2 separate regions of the Zea mays genome follow, and region 1 is linked to region 2. The links are chromatin contacts, called in public Hi-C maps. All regions are on one chromosome and are shown on one strand. The core of a region is the stretch at or near the end of the contact, and the rest is flanking DNA. Distances in the headings are between cores, read along the strand shown. Region 1 overlaps LOC100382343 (DNA gyrase subunit B mitochondrial). Region 2 holds the start of LOC100191325.

Region 1 (4,887 bases), core at 1,882-4,381, 320 kb after region 2:
AAAGAGATCAAATCCTCTCCAATTCCACTCAAGCCTTTAGTGACTAGCGAGAGAGATTTGTCGTGTTCTTTTGAGCTCTTGCGCTTGGATCGCTTTCTTTCTTTCTCACTTGTTCTTGTGATCAAAACTCAATTGTAACCAAGGCAAGAGGCACCAATTGTGTGGTGGCCCTTGCGGGGAAGTTTTGTTCCCGTTTGATTGAGAAGAAGAAAAGCTCACTCGGTCCGAGGGACCGTTTGAGAGAGGGAAGGGTTGAAAGAGACCCGGCCTTTGTGGCCTCCTCAACGGGGAGTAGGTTTGCAAGAACCGAACCTCGGTAAAACAAATCTCCGTGTCTCACTTGCTTATTCGCTTGGGATTTGTTTTGCGCCCTCTCTCGCGGACTCGTTTCTTTATTACTAACGCTAACCCGGCTTGTAGTTGTGTTTATATTTGTAAATTTCAGTTTCGCCCTATTCACCCCCCCTCTAGGCGACTTTCAGTCTAAAGCTCCTATATATGAAGAACCTTGGTTGTTACAGTTGCACTGTTTGGTCTAATGATCCTCATCAGACTGGTCCAACACAACCTATTATTCTCTAATCTGTTTTGTAGACCATTGGACTCAACAACATTGGTTTGATAACCTTGTTCATAGGGTTCGACGATCATGCCTTCATTGGTATTTCACATGTAGACGTCAAACTAATTCCATTTGTCTAATGACCCTATTTATTTGGGTCTGACTCCTCTAAAACTTTCCAAACACTTCCAATTTAAAAAACTTTATGAATGAGATTGTTCCAAACAACTTATAGGCCTCCTCTGAGCTACCTAGATCTAAATCGATTAATGTGCGTCACAAGCTTTCGTAGACGTGGGAAGGGCCCTACATCATGGTGGAGGTACTTTGACCAGTCACGTATAAGCTACAAACGATCGACAAATAAGTCTTCTCCAATGCATGGAACATCGAGCATCTACGTCATTTCTATCCTTATAGATGTTAAAGTTGTGTTTGTTGCTAAGATGTTGACTTTTTGATTGCATAAAAGTTTAATTTTTGTCACTCTGGCTCGCCTTAAGTGACGACTAGCCCCATTGCCCACCTTGGTGCGCCCAAAAACTGCACTCTTCTAACACCGCAGGTCATCTGAAGCAGGCCCAGACATCTCCTTTGGAGGCGAAGCAATCACTTTATGAGGCCAACCATGTCTCACTGAACCCCTTACCCACATGGGTCTAGGAGACGAGCGGATCCACCTTACGATTTTGTCTCGCTTGACCCTCGATCCCTAAGGGTCTCAAGAAAAGCGACTTATCCTCAAGTCTCTGCTTCACCTAACCCTGACCCACAAGAATCTCGAGGCTAGGAAACCTTAACCTAGAGTTCCGCCTTGCCTAGAGGTCAAATACTTTGCCCGACCGCGTGGGTCTAAAATTTGTTAGTTTGTACCATCTCGAGCACTATAGACATGGGAACATATGAGTCAGACTCTAACATGGGTGTGTGGCCTAAATGACGTTGGTATGTTAGAATACAGTCGTCACATGTCATGGCATGACGCCAAACACATGTTCAATCACCCCATCACAGATAAGTCAACAAAGTACGACAAATAAACCACTACAGGACAAGATGGTGCATAACGACATGGTTTAGGATAACGATGGCATCTCTATAGTACCTTGACAGAAGAAGGCTCATCCATGGAGTTCTTCGGCCGGCGAGAACCCTAGAGGAAAAGAAGCTACATAATAGGGTCTGGCCCCTAATCATTCCGTCTGACCCCTCGGACTTATCTAATAGATCCTTCTCTAACCTTGGCCTATGAAAGGAAGGGAAGGATCATGATATGAGGACGTGCAACCACTTGTAGACATAGCCAACAAGTCAACACATCACACTTGTAATCGCATAGAGAACTTGTCACCTCGCTCGCACACTCACTAGAGACTTGGGAGCTCTTCCCTCTCTCGCCTATTTGTAACCCCCTACTACAAACTAAGTGCAAGGTAACACAAGTTACTCAACTAGACGCATGGACATTCAGTCGTCCGAACTAATATAAAATCTTTGTGTCCACTTTGCACATCATCCACACCAAGACACACAAACCACTAGAATAACTATCTTGTGGTTACGAAACACCGACAATATTTCACTAAGAAGTGCTCAACTAGAGCCCAATCACTTATACATGGGGATGTGGTTCCCTATGGTTCAGGCCTTGACCCATGCTTTGAGGTCCAACCCACATAATCATTCCCTTACACGGGCCCATCCACCATAGGTTGGTTCATCCATACCGACCAAGGGAACCGACGAGTATTTTTTTTAATCTCAGCCTAAAATTCACTCCCACGGGAAATCGAACATAGAACTTGAGGATTGCTACTCAGACCAACTAACCAACTCAGCTAGAGGTTATCACGATTCAATATCGGATGTCCTTCTATGGAGCCACGACGCAACTGTTTAGTGTATGCTCTGTCCAGTAGCATATATTTCATCATCATCATCGGAATGGTCCAAGGAATCCTCACTTGATTCAGGGTCTATTTGGTTTAGTTGTAGATTCCTGCAAATCTGATTCTAGTTGTGAACTACAAAAAAAGGTGTTGCGAGCTAATGGTTTTGCGATTCCTGAATAATCTTATTCTAACTCTGAACTGTGAAAAAAATTATTGTGGTCTTACAGTTGGAAAAACTAAAATATGTTTGGCTAAACAGCTGACAACTAAATAGATAGCATGAACCTAGAAAGTATGGGGTAGAAGTTAATTCTAAACTGAACCGGAGAAATATGTAGATTTCCAGGAATCTATTCTGTTGTAGACGTTTGGTTGAGATTCCATATTTTTTACAGCAAATTTGTTTTAGAAAGGTGAACTAAACACATCCAAAAACTTCGGAAATTCACGATAGAGGACCACCTTAGGATAAGGGAAAAATTATAAGGGGATGCCACCGAAAAACCTACCTGACTTGGCCCTGGTCGGTTGTACTGTACTCTTCCCCGGCGTTGGAATCCCAGCGTAGCCGGCTGCAGTACCTCAGTAGCTGACGAAAGGGCTATGGGCAGGCGGGTAAATGTCAGCACCGATGACAAATGCAGAGAAGTGCCTCGCGGCTGGCCAATGGCAGGGCGCCAGTGCCTCGTTCTATAGCTCTGGCCTAGTCCAGTTAACGCGTCGAGCGTGCGAGACAACAGACGGCGCAAGCGACAACGAAACTGGATCTGTTACGTGCCCCATTGAAATATGCAGAGTGGCTTCAATTATGAAGAGTCCGTTGGAATGTTATTATGAAGAGCTATCTATTTCAACGATCCACTAAATATTGAGTTTGGAGATTTAGTTTACAAAATCTCTTAGATATTGCTCTCTAAACCTGGTACCTATAAACCAAACCAGATATTGCTCACATGTCAACTGGGTTCAAACCGTCCAATTTAAACATCAGACGAATCCATAGCTCATACAGATACTTAACTGCCAGATTAAGAAAGGAGACACGGAATCATGAAGCAAATATTAGGCGATAGATATAAAAGCATATTACACCGTATCGGAGGAACGATGTCAGCAGGGAACTACACCCGTGAGCTCTGAACTGTCAAGCTGAAATGGTTATAGCACCGCCACAAATGAATCAGAGTTTTCGTTAGGAAACCCAGCTCTCATCCTGGATCCAATGTTTGTACCCTACGTTTTCTGCTACTCTAGCACCAAAAAGATGTTGCCAAGGTATCATCAAGTCTGCAACGCTAGAATCCTGTTGGAGTGGCAAGAAAAGCAGCAGGTGGCGGACCTTCTATATCATACACAGAAAGGACAGCCTTACTTAATGCCTTCAAATGTCAAGTTGATCTATGTTGATCATGCTAGCAGCTTTCTGGATCAGTTCCTTCCTATATTCAACCTGGAAAGATACAATATGGAGATTTTTAGTAACATGGAGAATAAAACATTAGCTTCTAAGTGTTTTTAGGAATCTTGGTTGCTTACCCGGGTGCCCATAAGTGACGAGAACACAACATTGGCCTCGGCAGCATCTTCAACCCTAAGCTGCTTCAACAGCCGCCTCTCAGGATCCATCGTTGTTTCCCATAATTGTGCAGGCATCATCTCACCCAAACCTGTTGCAACACCAGAAAAGCAAATAGAAGATAACGACAAAGGAAACATAAGAACCACTGAATATGTAAAGACTTGAAACCGACATAAGACGGTATAGTCATCCAGTCAGGGTGAGTGGAGACAAATAATCTGTCGGTTGGAGGTGGGGAGGATGGGTGCCAGTTTGAGGGGTTTGTCAAGATGAAATAGAAGGCAATTAAAAATGTGCACTGAAGTAAGAAAAATGTTTTTTTATGTGCCAGGATATTTTCTTAGAAGCTCATTGTTCAATAGTTAAATGTACCTTTAAACCTCTGGATATGATATGATGCATTTGCAGGGAAGGTGTTAACTATCTCTTTGAGGTCGGCATCATCATAGCAGTAATGTGCTAGTTTTCCACGCTCAACCTAACACCACAACATACACAACTTTTAACAATTAAGATCAATTCGTCTTCAAGACTACTAAACTTGAAGCCACAATCAAACCTTGTAAAGAGGAGGTACACCAACGTAGATGCAACCTTCATCAAATAATGCTCTCTGCAGATCGTAAGGAAATAAAAAACTTCATTTAATATTTTAAAATAGATATGTATGAAATTTGAAATAAAAAACTTCATTTAATATTTTAAAATATATATGTATGAAATTTGATGCTAATCTCTTCTTATGTTATGAAGCACATTATTATAAATAAGAATATTTTTTTGTATAAATTGTTTTATACATTATTTGCTCCCTACTACCAAAAAGGTGAAAAAATATCTGTATCCAATATGTA
Region 2 (5,624 bases), core at 1,476-3,975:
GAAGATAGGGAGCCAAACTAATCGTACAACAGAAAATTACAATTAGACCCCGCTTGTTTCCCTTCATTTTGAGGAATTGGAATAAAACTAACGGAGTAGGCTATTTTTTTAGAATGTGACATTCCACAACTTTCCAAAGTTTATGCATAAGTCTATCTCAAATTCATGAGTTGAGAGATGGAAATTGATTCTATAGATTTGCATGTTACTTTTCTAATGTACAACTTATAGCATACTCTTCTACTTGCTTCTCTATAACATAAGTGTAGTGAGTGGTTCGAGAAAAATAACATAAGTGTAGTGTATAACTATCTCTCTCATGATTTGGGATACTATACAAATATATTACACATACAAAATATATTAACTTAATTAGTTTGTGTCTAAATTATGATTATTAGAATGGAATTCAATTCCAACGAAACAACGGGGCCTTACTGTTCTGGGAAAGGCATGGTAGAAGATAATTGTGGACTTCAATAAATTAACCCATTGATAGTTATGAATTAAATATCACATGTAACGAATTGACAATGAACTTCACATTCCACAGGTAATTCTATTATGCAGTCATGTTTTTTAAGGCAGCATGGCAAATTGTGGTGACATATCACCCTCACAACCCGTAGGCAATACCTAGGCGTTCATAAGACGAGGCGAGGCGGCGCTTTACCATCCTAAGGAATAGGAAAATAACAGCAGGAAGAAGGAAAGGAAAACGAAAAACAGAAAAGAGCAATGGTCGCCCAGCCCACTAGGCAACCAAAGAATGCCCTCCTGTGCACACCACCCCTTCTCAGGTCATGCCATCACGGAGACATGAATGCACACTCCCCTCTCAAGCAGGTCCAGCACCACCACATCTCCCTTGCGTGCTCTCGTGCGCAGCCTGCCCTCCGCTCCTTCCCTACCTCTTGCTGCAGCTCCTCACTGCTCTGCTCCCTCAGATCGGTCTCTATCGTGGACCCCTTCTAGACCATCCAATGTCGCCGGAGATGACTCAGGCGGCGCCGAATTTGGCATGGCCTTTCTTATTGGTTCCCTAGTGTTTTCCTATGTTCTGTCTCCAGTCCAGTCCCCTTGGATCTCTTACTACCATTGGCTCGCCGGGTACACCTTACTCCCAGCGAGCATCGCCAAAAAAAAAATGGATGCAGTTCAAGCTCCTTTGAAGCTTTTATAATTTCAAATAAATTTCAACAAACAGACATTCATATGGCAAATTGATATAATGATAACGACATGCTACCATTTATGAATTAATTTCTGGAATCATGAATCTAAGACCATCACTGAAACCACATAGTGCACACGTCATGTGCAACATATCATAGTGGAGGAGTCACCTATATAAAGTGATGCTTTTGTGCTACTTACACCCTAATTGTTGTTGGTGAGATAATATCAGCTAAGCTTCTCACACCTTCTGCATACCGTGAATTTTAGTTTGCCAAATTAATTTTCAGAATGCAGACCATGCAAAAGACATATATAGTTTGCCCATGCAGTGCTAGTTAACTAATATACAAGTTCCATGAACTTTAAGAGATGCCGTCAGTTAATTAGATTGTAACACTTATATACAAGCCAAAATGCACAAGGGTACATGTCCTATAGTGTCTTCCGTTTTGGAGATGTGACTGCACATGGATATTCAACTCGGTGGTGACCAACTGATCCCGCACTTTTATTTTCTGTTGACAATAATGGCAGCATTGCCCATCTCTGTAGAACAGATGTCTAAATCCATACATCATTTCTATATCAAACATCTAAAAAATCACTGCCCTGGATCTCACTACCTTATTCCACAGGTCAGCTAAAAACTTTAGTCCATGCAGTCATAACTGGTACCATCCTACAAGCATAAGTCATGTTGTCCCACCAACACCCCTCCACATCTGTAACCTTCAATAATGAAGAGCCAATACTCCCAGTTGCGCAACAAATCCAAAACCTGAAACCCTAAGATATCAATTTAAGCTGCATAAAATAAACTTCACCAACGCAACGTTTCCAACACCACAAAGAAAACTTAGCATCAGTTGAAGACCACAACGGGTACACCTTTACCTACAGCCCCGAAGATTAGATCCCATCGGCCCTCCATACAACCAAAACAAAGCGTCACCAAGAATAAAGCTAAGGGTCGTGTCACAACGAATACACAGATTCGGGAAACCTAATCGCAAGCGCAGCAGACTGAGCAGAACCGGCGAGATTCGGCCCACCTGGTATGAGATGCCGAGGGCGCGGGCGCGCCGCTGCGCGCTGAAGACGACGGACAGGAGGCCGCTCGCGACGACGACCGCCCGCGTCACCGGCGCGTTCTCTGGAACCAAAAGGGGAAACGGCATCAGTGCCGCCTCGATCAGAAAACTGTACAAGCACGAGCTGCTAGAGACGCAAAATTCCAGCGATCTAGGGGCGGTAGCGTCTTACGGAATCCGGAGACGCCGCCCTGCATCTTCAGACGGAGGCCGCTGGTCCGGTCGGGGAGGCGAGGCGGAAGCGAGGTCAGGAGGCGCGGCAGCCTCCCCGGCCGTACGATCAGGTCGCGCGGCAGGGAACGCGAGTGGGGGCTCGGCTGTACTTCCCTTGGGTGATGCAGGCGGCGGGACGGGACGGAGCCCGGTAGGAGACTGCCGGACGAGCGTGGCGAGACGGCCAGACGGGTGTTGTCGTGTTGAGACGGTGGTGGTAGTTGCCTGGTGCCTGGTTGGTTGGGCTGCGCGGTGGATGCTTCGAGGCCTCGTGGGTTATTATTTAGGGAAATTTGGATCTATACCATTAAAAGATCACCACTTTGGATCCATACCATTACTATCTCACTTACATGTGGGTCCACATGAGTCAATGACATGTGTGGTCCATGGTATATATCTAAAGTTTGGATCTTTTAATGGTATAGATCCAATTGTTCCTATTATTTATGGGTTATCATTTATTTATTAGAACATGTCTGACTCTAGGATTTTTTTTCAAGAAATCAAATATAGCATAAAAGATGTATTACATCCGTTCACAAATATATGACATTGTTAATTTTTTCTAAAACATTGACCACTCATTTTATTCAAAATATTTATTTAAAAAGTAAAATTTTAAGTCAAACGTAAACTAAATCAAAAAATAAATAATAACTCATTATTTTTTAAATAAGACGAGTGATCAAAGTTTTTTTAAAAAAAGTCAATGGCGTCATATATTTATAAACGGATGGAGTAGCATCTAAAGAGTATAGTTAAACGGACGGCAAACATCACATAGGTGATATTAGTAAATACCGCTCGCAGAACTCATGGTTTCCAACCATTTTAAAAACAGATAAATTTACTATTATTGGCACCCAAGACAGATATAAGCACGACAAACACCATATTTGTAGATGGATGTTGTCATTACCCTAGGAATGGGTGCCCTCTGCTACTATGTCAAGTCAAGAACCCATATGGTTAGCCCTAACTGCGTGCTAAGGGACTGAGCAGGTCAACCCCCTCAAGCTTAATTCCGCCTAATCAAGCCACATGTCCCAGATAAAGTACTGTCGGCGTTTCGAGACCGGGGGTCCCTGGGCCGACGAGTGAAATGTCGCCGCGTGCCCCAGCCCAGATGGGTCGGCGCGAGGCCGAGCGCGAAGGGGGAGAAAGGTGGCCGGAGACGGTCGTGAAAGAGGTGGAAATCCTGCGGCCTTCGTGTTCGTCCCGCGCCCAGGTCAGGTGCGCTTGTAGTAGGGGGTTACAAGCGTCCACGCAGGAGAGGGAGCGAGCGGCCTCACGCGAGCGCCTGTCTCGTCCTCGTCCCCGCGCGGCCAACCCTCTGTAAGAGGGCCCTGGTCCTTCCTTTTATAGGCGTAAGGAGAGGATCCAGGTGTACAATGGGGGTGTAGCAGAGTGCTACGTGTCTAGCGGAGGAGAGCTAGCGCCCTAAGTACATGCCGTCGTGGCAACCGGAGAGGTTGTGGCACCCGGTTCGTGTGGTGTCGTGGCCGTCGGAAGAGCGCTGGAGCCTGGCGGAAGGACAGCTGTCGGGGCTGTCGTGTCCTTGCTGACGTCCTCTTGCTTCCGTAAGGGGGCTGAGAGCCGCCGTCGTCATAGAGCGTGCGGGGCGCCATCATTGCCTATCTGGCGGAGCGAGCCAGATGGGACGCCGGTCTTGTTCCCTGTAGCCTGAGTCAGCTTGGGGTAGGGTAATGATGGCGCCTCCCGTTGACGTGGTCGGCCCGCGCCCTAGGTTGGGCGATGTGGAGGCTCCTCCGAGGTCGAGGTCGAGTCTGTCTTCCGTGGCCGTGGTCGAGTCTGAGCCCCTGGGTCGGGCAAGGCGGAGACCGTCGGTTGAGGCCAGGGCTAAGTCCAAGCCCTGGGGTCGGGCGAAGCGGAGTTCGTCGTCTTCTGGGGCTGAGCTCAAGTCCGAGCCCTGGGTCGGGCGGAGCGGAGTTCGCCGTCTTCAGGGGCTGAGCCCGAGTCCGAGCCCTGGGTCGGGCGGAGCGGAGTTCGCCGTCTTCCGGGGCTTAGCCCGAGTCCGAGCCCTGGGTCGGGCGGAGCGGAGTTCGCCGTCTTCAGGGGCTGAGCCCGAGTCCGAGCCCTGGGTCGGGCGGAGTGGAGTTCGCCGTCTTCCGGGGCTTAGCCCGAGTCCGAGCCCTGGGTCGGGCGGAGCGGAGCTTCCTATGGCGCCTGGGGCCGGGCCTGACTGCCTGTCAGCCTCACTCTGTCTAGTGGCACTACAGCCGGTGCGGCGCAGGCAGCGCTGTCCTTCTGTCAGGTCGGTCAGTGGAGCGGCGAAGTGACTGCGGTCACTTCGGCTCTGTTGACTGAAGGGCGCGTGTCAGGATAAATGTGTCAGGCCACCTTCGCATTAAATGCTCCTGCGATCTGGTCGGTTGGCGCAACGATTTGGTCAGGGTTGCTTCTTGGCGAAGACAGGGCCTCGGGCGAGCCGGAGATATGTTCGTCGCTGGAGAGGGGCCTCGGGCGAGACGGAGATCCTCCGGGGTCGGCTGCCCTTGTCCGAGGCTAGGCTCGGGCGAGGCGTGATCGAGTCCCTTGAATGGACCGATCCCTGACTTAATCGCACCCATCAGGCCTTTGCAGCTTTGTGCTGATGGGGGTTACCAGCCGAGAATTAGGAGCCTTGAGGGTACCCCTAATTATGGTCCCCGACAGTAGCCCCCGAGCCTCGAAGGGAGTGTTAGCACTCGCTTGGAGGCTTTTGTCGCACTTTTTTGCAAGGGGACTAGCCTTTCTCGGTTGCGTTTTGTTCCGGTGGGTGCGCGCGAGCGCACCCGCCGGGTGTAGCCCCCGAGGCCTCGGAGGAGTGGTTTGACTCCTCCGAGGTCTTAATGCCTCGCGTAATGCTTCGGCTGGTCTGGTCGTTCCCTCATGCGAGCTGGCCGTAGCCCGGGTGCACGGTCGGGTTCCAAGTTCTCGGGCTGGTATGTTGATGCTGTCAACGGTTTGGCCGGAGCCGGGTTTGCGAGAGCAGCCCCCGAGCCTCTGCACAGGGCGAGAGGACGATCAGGGACAAACTCGACTTTTTTACATACGCCCCTGCGTCGCCTTCCGCAAGGAGGAGGGGGGAAAGCGCCATGTTGCCCTCGGTGGGCGCCGAACATGGTGTCTCCGGTG

The links. A called contact is a pair of places that touch in the nucleus more often than the background predicts.
Region 1: a Hi-C map of ear shows a contact between it and region 2, with 2.6 times the contacts expected there. The contact joins the enhancer-like site here to the promoter of LOC100191325 in region 2. A contact is called at or near these places in 2 of 25 Hi-C or Micro-C datasets (ear and tassel).

Annotation. Positions count from the first base shown.
Region 1 is chr3:42,799,835-42,804,721 of Zm-B73-REFERENCE-NAM-5.0, forward strand. It overlaps LOC100382343 (DNA gyrase subunit B mitochondrial), which reads right to left. Exons shown (of 21, transcript NM_001175090.1): 18 at 4,593-4,646; 19 at 4,406-4,511; 20 at 3,991-4,121; 21 at 3,504-3,904. The coding sequence ends at 3,836. Among protein-coding and RNA genes, the nearest start is that of LOC100382343, 19 kb to the right of the region's middle. Within about 2 kb of position 3,132, at least 13 of the 20 cell types and tissues checked have an H3K27ac peak or open chromatin away from gene starts, as enhancers often do. A contact at or near this core is called in ear and tassel, where this site is marked.
Region 2 is chr3:42,477,429-42,483,052 of Zm-B73-REFERENCE-NAM-5.0, forward strand. It overlaps LOC100191325, which reads right to left and starts at 2,726. Exons shown (of 8, transcript NM_001136759.2): 1 at 2,443-2,726; 2 at 2,232-2,332. The coding sequence starts at 2,467.